Regions from separate parts of the Mus musculus genome. Here all the other regions are linked to region 3. The links are chromatin contacts, called in public Hi-C maps. All regions are on one chromosome and are shown on one strand. Each heading gives the region's core, a stretch centred on a gene start, on an enhancer-like site or on the middle of the called end of the contact. The rest is flanking DNA. Distances are from core to core; before and after follow the strand shown.

Region 1 (2,700 bases), core at 39-2,538, 340 kb before region 3:
GGTCTCAGGCGGGGCCGCGGGGTGAGGGTTGCGGGGAAGAAGGGGATAAGGGTGGATATTCAGCAGGCCTTAATGTATTCCTAATGTGTTGGTGAGGTAAGCGTCTTCTAGAAGCCTCTGGGGTGGGGGCTGGGGAGGGCACCTCAGTTTGAGGTGGGAGCAGTGGTCTAGACACACAGAGTAATTCTAGAGAATCTGTTCTTTGTGCGACCAGTGGCAGAGTGGCCAGAAGGCTTTCTGGGAGATTTTAAACTCAGGAGCTGGTAACCCAGTTCTCGAGATCAGAAGAAGGATAGAAACTCGACTCTATTCGTTTGTGTAGGACTCACTATATCCCTGAAGGGTATACGAAAAATAAGTAAAATAAGGCTTTCTTCATTGTTTGATGGTTTATACTGCAGTTTCCCCATATTTAGAAGCAGAGTCCATGAAAGGCAGCATTGCTGGGTCATACTGAAGACTCTATAAGCTAAGCTTGGAAAGGATTTACAATATTCGTCTGTAACCTCATCTCACAAAAAGGAAGGAAGGAAGGAAGGAAGGAAGGAAGGAAGGAAGGAAGGAAGGAAAGAGAAAGAAAGAAAGAAAGGAAGGAAGGAAGGAAGGAAGGAAGGAGAGAGAAAGAGAAAAGACAAGATGAAGAAAAAGTTCTGTCCTGGGAATGAATAGAAGAGAGCAGCAAGGCCCTTTCTTTCATCTTCACGCAGACAGGCAGGCTAGCAGCCTAAGTCTAAGTAGGACTGGGGTTTTGGCAGCACCAGAACCCCAGATACTTCGGTAACCATTTTGCCATACAAACTACACAAAGTTTAGGGGCTCCAACGGTCATTGGTCTCCAAGAACAAAAGGCAGATCACCGCTGAGCCAGGTTCTATTTATCTCTAAGACTATTTACGTATTCATCTATTTAATTGTCCAGTGCCAGAAACAGAGTAGAATGAAATTGTTAACTCTTTCTGGGCAAGTGCTCTCCCACTGAACTCGGCCACACTGCTTTTGAGTTCCCTCCCCCCCTCCTCTCCCCTTCCTTCTTTCCTTTTGTGGGATGAGAGATCAAGCCCAGGGCCTTGTAGATTAAGAAACACGCATGCTGCCAGTTACACCCTTTCCCCTTCTCCTTAAGCTCAGTTACACGATGCCAACGGACTGACTCGGTGAATACGCGCCACTCCCACTCGGAGCAGAACTTGCCCGGAAACTCAGTCACATCCTACAGATACAGGAGTTAAGAACCAGCCACTCACTGTTGCCCTCAAGGGGAGGGAACATTTCATTCTGTACAAGTCAACTTACAGAGCTTGTACTTTCAAATGCAGAGAGCTGGGGATGAGGAAGCTATAAAACCACAGGAGGCAATGCTGTTCTCCTTTGCAGAAATGGTGATTTCTGTCTCTGTGGCTCCCTGACAGCAGCTCCTCTATGAATGTGACTGTTGGTCTGCGTGGACCTGAATGGTTTTCTATTGTTCAGGCCCCTGATGTGCAGACGCTTATAAGAATCGATCAGTAGGTTAGTCAATCAATCAATCAATCAATCAATATCAAGTCATCCACCCATCTTTCTATAAACAAAGCTAAGGATCGAGGAAGACACTGCCCAAGCCTGGCTTGATGAGGACTGTTATCCTCCGGCAAGCAGCAATGGTTCTGCTGTAGAGCATAAAAGAATGGTTTACTGTCCCACTTTTCAGATCCTACTCATCTGTCAGACAGGAAGCACACGCAGATTTCTCTAAATATATTTTACCAGTGACAGAAAATCTGAAAGTTAAAGCCAGGAAGGTGTTTTCCATGTTTCCTTCAGCATAGGAGTCCACAGGAACATTCAACATCGAAGCTTTGTGAATAGTGTTGGATGCTTATTAAAAATAAGGGACATAGATGACCAGCGTCTTGAGCAGCTCTTGCCAGTAAAGGGTTAGGGCTGTTCTGGTTCTAGAACCCACGTCTCAGGAAGGAACCATCCGAGATAACACAGAAAAAAAGAATTCTGTTTCTTGTCTAACAACTTAAAATCCCCATTCTCTGCCTTTCTCCTTAAATCTCAAAGTTGGTTTCGCTGAGGTTTTCTTGTAAAATTTTAGGGCTTTAATTGCATTTCTGCGGCGAGTCACCTTTGAGCTTTCTGTACTTTCTACATCAAGAAGTGTCTTTGCTGTAACGAGGAAAATATAGACAGATGTTTGCTCTTATCTAGACTGAGAACAGTTCGGAGGGCCCAGACTAAATGGGAAGGTGGCCTTGTGCTCTGAGCCTGTAACCAGGAACTATGGCCTATCAACAGAGTCTAATGGAATGGTCAACACAGAAAGCTCCTTTTAACCTCTGTAGCACTTAACATGATTGTCCAGTAAAATATTAGCCCCAAGGCCACTACTGAGTGGGAGGTCAGAAAAACTGGCTAATTTGGGACCCACTGGATTGCATGAGCCATAGCATCATTGAGATTAATGCAAGTCAAGGAGCCTCATGTCAGGGATGTGAGCATGTCAGGGATGTGAGCATGTCAGGGATGTGTGCATGTCAGGGATGTGAGCATGTCAGGGATGTGAGCATGTCAGGGATGTGAGCATGTCAGGGATGTGTGCATGTCAGGGATGTGTGCATGTCAGGGATGTGTGCGTGTCAGGGATGTGTGCATGTCAGGGATGTGTGCGTGTCAGGGATGTGTGCATGTCAGGGATGTGTGCGTGTCAGGGAT
Region 2 (2,700 bases), core at 169-2,668, 390 kb before region 3:
TCTTGCAGAGGCTGGCTTCATCTGGGCAATATGGGAAGACTTGGTGCAGCTGGGAATGCGTTTTTCATTTAGCCAAAGGGATGCTTTTGGCATCTATGGAACTAGAAGGCCCTTATTCATCTTTTGGGTTTATATATTTTCTTAAAGGTTGCGATTTGCATTTCTGTTCTCTATCTCCTTTTGCATTGCTGTCTGAGAAATGCAAAACCCGTGGGGGAAAGTAGGCCTGGCTTTGGGGAGATTTCAAATGCAGCTCTCCTTTGTGTCACTGGAGGCGGCCCCAGTCCTTCCCGCCAAGGCCAACTGCCTGCAGGGTAATGGATTATCTTCCTCTCTGCAGACTCCACGGGAGATGTTCTCAACGGTTTATGCATTCTGGCCTGAAAACACTCCCTGCAGAAGGGAGAATTCTTCCTGTGTTCCCCAGCAGAGGTCCCTGGGGACTGAATCTGGCTCGCAGTGTAAACCCCATGTGCTATAAAGAGAAGATCAAGGGCAGATTTGGCACTAAGTGGTTGTTCCAAAGTTTCCAACTGGTCTAAGCTTTCAAAGACAAAGAGTGAGGAGTTGTGGTTGCTTTCACCTTGGGGAATACTTACAGGAGGTGTCTAAACACGCCTCAAAATGCCCGGATCTTAGCAGAAGGGAAGAGATCAGTAAACCTGTAAACAAAAAAGGTGACTGGTTCTGCTTTGGGATAAAAAAAAATAGGAAGGGGGAAGTGGAGGGGTTTACTCACAGGAGGAATAGGTTATTTGGGTGTTGAGCTTTTGTTTAGACCTCTGTCAGTGGCACCTTCAGCAATTGAAGCAAGAGATAAGTTTGTTAAATGTGTAATATATAAGGGAAATCAGCAAGAAAAACATGTGTGTGTGTGTGGGAGGTCCAAAGAGACAGAAACAAGTTTAAATTAAGAGAGAGGAGGGAGGGAGGGAGAGAGAGAGAGAAAAGAGAGAAAGAGAACAAAGAGAAAGAGAAACTGGGGGGCCAGAGAGAGAGAATGAATAAAAAGGAAGGAAATGGATGATAAGGAAGAGAAGGGAAAGGATGAGGGGGGCAAGCCCTCTGAGGTGAGTGGGTTATGGTGTTTGAAAACATCCTCAAGAGCAAAGCCAGCAGGCAGCTTCCTCACAGATGCCTCCTGGTTGTTGCCCAGAGCTTTAAGGACTGAAGGGTAGCAAACCCTCCACATTCCTGGTCACACTAAGCTTTGCTTTGAAATCCCTAAGGAGGCCTACAACTTGGGGGTTGAGGTGACAAAGGGCAGACTGAGGGAATTATTTATTTCCCTCTTTGCCATCTGGGCATCCTCATTAATTGAGTGGATTCATTTGGTGCCGGTTTCTGCTCCCTTCAGAGTTCTGGTCAGGAAAATTAAGAATCATGATTCTAACGGCTCACGTGGTCTGTGAGTCATGGCAGGATGCTTTAGTGCTCTGGCCTTCCCAGTTTGCTATGTTTTGATTTGCTGAGTTCTTTCTTCCTCTTTTGTGCAGTTTACTTATTATAATTATTAATGAGGAAACAGAAAAGTGGCTATTCAGTTGAACTTTAGGGAGCAGGACGTGATAAACAGTCTCTGTCTAGGATCTAACATTTGCCCCTAAATACAGTAATTATTAGGTTGCTTGATGATATGCTGGGTTTTACAAGGCTCTTATTAGGGAAAGAAAAAGAACATAATAAATCCACTAATGTGGGTAATGACTGGTATGGAAATTGAAAATGGTTCAAAATTAACCCACTCCTTTTTTCCACCTTCTAAATACCCCCCTGGGTCCTAATATTATTCATCACATAAATATACTTGCTCTTCATTTCAGCTAGTCCTTCCCTGCCAAGACACTCCAGAATTAATTGCAATTAAGTGCTATCTGGCCTTACCCAGGCATTGACAGGAGGCTCAACTGAAGGAAAATGTAACCAACCTGCAATGGCAGAGAGACGCACAAATGGTTCTGTGAGCTCCACATGCCTAGTTCAGTGTTAGCTCATGGGACTCCGAGGAACACCAAAAATGAAGGCACTCAATAAACAGAAGCTGTCTGCTCACGGTGACCACTGAAGGGCTACATAACCCTCTCTGCCTCCCTCTCTGCCCCCCACCCCCACCCCCGCCTCTGTCTCTCACTCCTGTCTCTGTCTCTGTCTCTGTCTCTGTCTCTGTCTCTCTGTCTCTCTCTCTCTCTCTCTCTCTCTCTCACACACACACACACACACACACACACACACACACTTCTGCATAGTAGAGACAACCCTATTTTAATGCAGACTTTTCTGTGTGTCTTTACCGGAAGTTATGACGGGGTCTGATGGAGTCTGATGCGGGAGGCACACACAGGAATACTCCCACACATTAAGCATGTGTGATTTTCAGGCTATATAAGACACTGCATTTACAAAATATTTCTTTGGAGTAAACTCTATATAGATGTCCCAGCTGTAGTCATTTACTGAAGATGAATCTGAACAACAATGTGTGACCTGAAAGGGACCTTCCTGTCGCCCTGCTTCCTGTCACCCCGATTCCTGTCACCCTGAGTCTTTCTATAAGCCTTCTGTTGGTGTTTAAACAGTTTCAATCTTACTTGAAATGTGAACAGAGTAAGCGAAAAACAGTTTAAACTCTTCTGGAATCAAATCCAGGCTCCACAAAACAAGATGGGAATGACAAAGACAAACAGTGAAGCCTTAGGTCTG
Region 3 (2,700 bases), core at 114-2,613:
CTAATTTTATTTTGATGGATCTCTGGAGGTCCTGTTCCATAGAGAAACCTTTCATTTCCCCATGCTCTGCCCCCAGCCCCCAAGTAAAGTCAGCTCCCCAGTGTGGTCTGTTGCTTCTTTATGAAAAAAAAAAAAAAACGCAACCAACTAGTTAATTTGTGATTTCATCATATGATTATAGATCTAATGCCCAGACCAGATACGTGTGTTTAGAGCACTGTGGTTTTCATGGGGCAGCTAGAAGCCTAGACACAGGTAAGTGCAGAGAAAGGGTATAGGCGGCTTGTAATAAATAAAACTTAATGTCTATTGCCACAGCCGGGCAAAGCAAATCCCTCCAATCACCTGGGTTCCTTTGGACAAGGAGGCTTTCCTTTGAAGAAACTGAGGGGTGCTTTTGTTTTAGTTAGGAACCAGGTTTTAACTTAGTAAGAAGATATTCTGCATTTACCATGGAAAGTCCTTATCTACCAGGATTTTCCCAGTTACTTATCAACCTATCTAGATTTCCCTAGTGTTTTCTACTTCACAGGGGCTTTCAAAACCCGTTTGCTCCAACATACTTTTCCTCTGCTAGTTTTCTTGTTTACAAGTTAGAAAGAAACACTGGCACAAACTCCTCTGATGCAAACGCCACGCTTTGGCTGCTCGGCAGCAACACCAGCAGCAACATTCTATATTTCTGGGAATGTGTTTCTCCAAAAACCCCTCTTCACATTCTCCTAGAATCCTCCAGGAACTCTGGGAAATAAAAATAAGAAGGATATTCATCTGAATTGTCCTGATCCCTAGGTGTTGCCCCACACCAGACTGCCAACACTATCACACAAACTAATGGGGGTGGGCCTTGGTTTCCTTGAAGGTATATGAAAATATGAAACGAGTGTAATCTTCCACGTCAGCAAAATGCTTGAGCTCAGACTCGGAAATGTGTCCTATCTGCCATAAAATAAAGATCTTGGTAGGAAAACCATTTCTACATATCTAAACCCCCTGGAACATGGCATTACCCAAAGATAGACTCTTGAGTCAGGAACAAAAATGTCACCTTCAAGTTTAAAGATAAAATGCAAAAATTTTAATTTCCACATAAAAACAAGATTGGACATTAGCTGAACACTAAGAAGAGACCCCAAGATTCTATCCTGCAAGCCAAGATATCCACTCCTCTTAACACGTTTGTGTCCAAGAACTATAGTTCAAGAACAGGCAGTCATAGGGGCGTACTTCTTCTCAGAAAGGAGTGGGAATCCAACCCATGACTATGAAACAACTCCTAAAAAGCACCCAGCATACATGCAAGCATAAGTACACACCACCTTCCCCTTTCTGAATGACAGTCCAGCGGAAATGGTGGGCAGGATGTGTCTGGCTTGCTTCCGGAGGAAGTTACTCATAGGGATGTCAACGCCACTGTGTTTTGGGGTGAAAGGGAAGTATTTCAAACTCTAAAGTGTGATCCAACAGTAGTGAAGATGAGAGTCCTGATGTCAATGGTTTGGGAGAGGCTGAAAGCATTTCAGTGAGGAAAGAAAGCCCAGTGGCTATGGTGGCCCAATGGGAAATAATCTTCCAGGGGATGGGAGAAGCATTTCCTAGCAGCTGGAGCACAGAGGATCCGCACACTCACCTGGGAGCAGCCTGGGGCACTGCAGACAAACGGCCTCTCCTGCTCCAAGTTCATCTTGGATTCCTCATAAATCTGAAGGGTTAAAGGAAAACAGAAACCCATGAAAATCGCTTTCCTCTGCTTTAAATGCATGAGAAAGACAATCACGGGGAGACATCTATTGCCATTCCCTAAACTGAAAAAGTTACACACGAACACAGTGAACATGGACCCCGTTCCAGTTCTTTGGCTCTCCTGATTCCAGTTCCTAGTGTGCTCTCCTTAGCGCATATTAAAGAAGCCATAATGATGTTGGAACCTAAAGCCTGCCCATCCAAAGGGAGCTGGTGGGTGCTACTGTCGGGTTAGAAGACCCCAGCAAGATCCCAAGGCAAAGCACAGCACCTGGATTCTAAGGAGAACTCTGAAACCGGGGAAGCCAGAGGGAGGCTTTTCAATTCTGTGCTCACCCGGCAGAAATTGAGTGTGGTCAAAACTGCCTTTGCCAATGATCCCAGTGCCAGGAAAGTGCGGCCTACATGGCTCTGTGGTTAACACACCTGTTGCTGTTGGCTTTGTTTCTTTTGCAATGACAGGAAGAACTATGCAAATTTAAGGGGCATTACTTAGGTGGTTTTCCAAATATCCTAAAACCAGCATTAGAATTGTGCTTATATATTGCATGCACTTTAAAGGGTATGTGGGTCTATTGTTAAGCTTCAGAACCGACTGCCTTAACCCTGGGTACAAGAAGCAATGTTTCTTTAAAATGCTGGCCATGGGTGATTCCAAAAGGAAGGTGGTGGCAGCTTGGCATCATGGACGAGTCGAGTCCCACTGTGCAAGTTCGTCCTATTTGTACATTTTATACTTGCTTCTCCAAACACTAGTATCTCATCCTCTCACTTTTCCAAAACGTAAAGTGAGGAATGTTTGCCTTAAATAACATTGCCAGTCAGAGATGAAAATTCAAAACTAAAAACAGGGGGGGTTGGGGGAGGTAAACCCCCTCCCAACTATGATGTACTTGGCAGGCAGTTTCTCAACCTGTGGGTCATGCCCCGATTGGGAGGGTCATTCACAGGGGTCAC
Region 4 (2,700 bases), core at 5-2,504, 360 kb before region 3:
TGTGACTTTGCACTTCCTTGGGACTCTTAACTGGTATCTTTGGTATTTTCTAACAACACCCTCCCCACTTCCTTGAGTTGTGGTTTCTTCCTTTAAAGACCCCCTTACCCAGCTACTGGGGGTGCCACGGTCCCCTACCCCTGCATGGTGTATGACCGTGGGCCTGAGAGCGCTCTTGAATAAAAATCCTCTTGCAGTTTGCAGCAAGACCGTTTCTTGTGAGTGATTTGGGGTGTCGCTTCTCCTGAGTCAGAGCATGGGGGAGTCCTCACGTTGTGGGTCTTTCACTTATATAAGGGGCTTTTCATATAGAAATCTATTAGAATACAAAAGAGAATTCTGAGTACTATGTGTATATGATGATGACTATTAAAAATCCTTCATCTGGAGAGATGGCTCAGTGGTTAAGAGCATTGGATGCTCTCCCAGAGGACCTGGGTTTAGTTCCCAGCATCTACGTGGATGCTCACCACTGTCTATAATGCTAACTCCAGAGGATCTGATACTGTCACATAGAACACCAAATGCACATAAAATATAATCTAACCAATTCTTTTTTTAAAAGCTTTTAAAAATCTGGTTTTAAAAGATGACTCAAAATTTAAACAAAAACCCTAGCTGATGTGTATTTATAGAGAGAAAATTAAAAAATTAAGTAGCCAGTGATCAGAATTTCAAATATACGTGCAGGCATGGTGAGGCACAATTATCCCAGCACTAAGGAGGCTGAGGTTGGGAGACTACATAGCCAATCCAAGGCTACCTGGGCGGCATACCGAGACCAAGTCAAAAAGAAAAGAAAAGAAAAGAAAAGAAAAGAAAAGAAAAGAAAGGAAAGGAAAGGAAAGGAAAGGAAAGGAAAGGAAAGGAAAGGAAGGAGGGAAGGAAGGGAGAGAGGGAGAGAGGGAGGGAGGGAGGGAGGAAGGAAGGAAGGAAGGAAGGAAATACAAACAAACAAACTTCAGATATTCTTAATAACTATTAATGTAAAGAAAAACTAAGCAATTCTGGACAATATTGAAGGTTAATCTGGCAGGAAAGGAACTTCTTATATAGGCAACTTCTTCATCTCTGCAATGGAGTTGTCTTCAGTTTCTTCCCTATCAGTAGCAGAAAGGAAAAGAGTGTGTATTAATAGCAACAAACTTGGCAGACATAAATGGGTTAATGTTTAAGCTTTGTCTCTGAGATCTGGCAAGAGAAATGCTATTTACTGTTACTGGCTGCCTACTTGGGCATGAAGAGAGGAAATGGACAGTCAGCTGTGCTTTCCAAATCCCTTCATCGTCTGAACTGAGTTACTTCCCTTTTGAAAACTGGGTGTCATGAATAAAAACTTAGCATAAAGCCAAAAGCTCCACATGTTCAAAAGACAATTTCCCACCGGTTCCCCGCCACTATCAAACCCTTAAAACCCCATGTGCTGGCGAGTTGACGAGCAGACTCTGTCTTTGGGTACCATATGCACTTTCAATCTCCATATTGGGGCCAAGTGTGCTGGCGCAGGGTAGATCCAGCTGTGGTAGGGAGCTAAGAAATGGTGATTTGGAGATCTGTCATCTGTCATAACCATGTCCCATGTTGATGGACAGAAGAACATACAAAGAGAGGCGGTGCCAGTCAGGGAGAGCAGACTGATTTTTTTTTTTAATCTGTACTTTACCCGGATTCTTTCATTGAAGCTGCTGAGTCCCCTATGATGCTGTGCTCAGCATCGTACCTCGTTACTATGTGTGTTTAATCCTGTAGGCAGTGCTGTCCAATGGAATGCAGAGCCATGATGGAAGCTATCCAAATGAGCAGTTCTCACGCAATTGGTGACTGGCACCAGGCACTTTAAACGCAGCAAATGTGACTGAGACACAGAATTTTCTTTCACTTTTTTTGCTGCTGGGCAAATACAGAGTTCCCGCCCACCCTTCCTTTGTCTGGTTCCCTCTCATGAGAACTTTTGGAAGACTCTGTTACATTTGTCCAAATGAATTAAAGGAGCAATTAACCTTGACAGGATACTGTTCGTTTCCCTACAGACTTTATTTGGATCCCACCAGACTCCACCCTGCTATTTTTCCACATTGCCTTTAGGCATCATTTCTTTAGTCTTAGAAGCCTAATGCTTAGTTGGGTTTACTCTTAAGTGGCACGTGTTGAGTGGCTCCTAAAGGACACAGCTCTGCCGGGCACCCCCACCTGTGCCCTAGTTAATGTTGATGGTGTCCCAAGTGGAGGCATTTCTACTTCCAAGGTACAGAGGCGAACATGAGATGCAGCCCGACTGTGACTTAACGGTCCTTATAGCACCAGTGACCGGCAGACAGAATGTCTGATAGCTTGCAGGCTTTCCTGACCCCCAGTAACATGCACTTCCCATCGCCTGTAGGCGCTTTTCCATGGTGACTTGGATGACTTAAAACTCACAGGACACTGGGCCATGGCGTTTATTATTAAGACACGTGGGAAATCGTTATGTCCTTGGATAACATTTTAAACACAGGCAGCCTTCTGGAGTGGAAAAGGTGTCACTATTCTGGAAGAATGGTTCATCCTCTTGATGACCTCTGGATTGATGTTGGATCCAAAGTCCTGGGACCTTGTCTGTATTTACGCTGTCTCCCCGAGTGAGCTCATTCCTTTCTGTGGCTCTAAATAACATCTGCAAACGGATGTGACTCAGATTTACAGCTCTGGATATAACCTTGT

The links. Hi-C and Micro-C count contacts between places; a contact is called where the count stands out from the background.
Region 1: a Hi-C map of bone marrow-derived macrophages shows a contact between it and region 3, with 19 read pairs. The contact joins two enhancer-like sites. A contact is called at or near these places in 2 of 15 datasets of contacts at CTCF or cohesin (large pre-B cells and pro-B cells), 14 of 484 Hi-C or Micro-C datasets (the Ba/F3 cell line, the C2C12 cell line, bone marrow-derived macrophages and 7 more), 1 of 115 datasets of contacts at active chromatin or transcription factors (bone marrow-derived dendritic cells) and 1 of 9 other capture datasets (bone marrow-derived macrophages).
Region 2: a contact with region 3 is called in a Hi-C map of bone marrow-derived macrophages, with 16 read pairs. The contact joins two enhancer-like sites.
Region 4: a Hi-C map of bone marrow-derived macrophages shows a contact between it and region 3, with 21 read pairs. The contact joins two enhancer-like sites. A contact is called at or near these places in 2 of 15 datasets of contacts at CTCF or cohesin (large pre-B cells and pro-B cells) and 6 of 484 Hi-C or Micro-C datasets (the C2C12 cell line, bone marrow-derived macrophages, pre-B cells and 2 more).

What each region holds. Positions count from the first base shown.
Region 1 is chr6:53,711,914-53,714,613 of GRCm38.p6, reverse strand. No RefSeq gene overlaps it. Among named protein-coding and RNA genes, the nearest start is that of Tril, 110 kb to the left of the region's middle. Within about 2 kb of position 1,288, at least 42 of the 459 cell types and tissues checked have an H3K27ac peak or open chromatin away from gene starts, as enhancers often do. A contact at or near this core is called in bone marrow-derived macrophages, where this site is marked.
Region 2 is chr6:53,758,544-53,761,243 of GRCm38.p6, reverse strand. No RefSeq gene overlaps it. Among named protein-coding and RNA genes, the nearest start is that of Tril, 61 kb to the left of the region's middle. Within about 2 kb of position 1,418, at least 54 of the 459 cell types and tissues checked have an H3K27ac peak or open chromatin away from gene starts, as enhancers often do. A contact at or near this core is called in bone marrow-derived macrophages, where this site is marked.
Region 3 is chr6:53,368,789-53,371,488 of GRCm38.p6, reverse strand. It overlaps Creb5 (cAMP responsive element binding protein 5), which reads right to left. Exons shown (of 11, transcript NM_001327821.1): 2 at 1,631-1,702. The coding sequence starts at 1,684. Among named protein-coding and RNA genes, the nearest start is that of Creb5, 83 kb to the right of the region's middle. Within about 2 kb of position 1,363, at least 66 of the 459 cell types and tissues checked have an H3K27ac peak or open chromatin away from gene starts, as enhancers often do. A contact at or near this core is called in bone marrow-derived macrophages, where this site is marked.
Region 4 is chr6:53,729,770-53,732,469 of GRCm38.p6, reverse strand. No RefSeq gene overlaps it. Among named protein-coding and RNA genes, the nearest start is that of Tril, 90 kb to the left of the region's middle. Within about 2 kb of position 1,254, at least 5 of the 459 cell types and tissues checked have an H3K27ac peak or open chromatin away from gene starts, as enhancers often do. A contact at or near this core is called in bone marrow-derived macrophages, where this site is marked.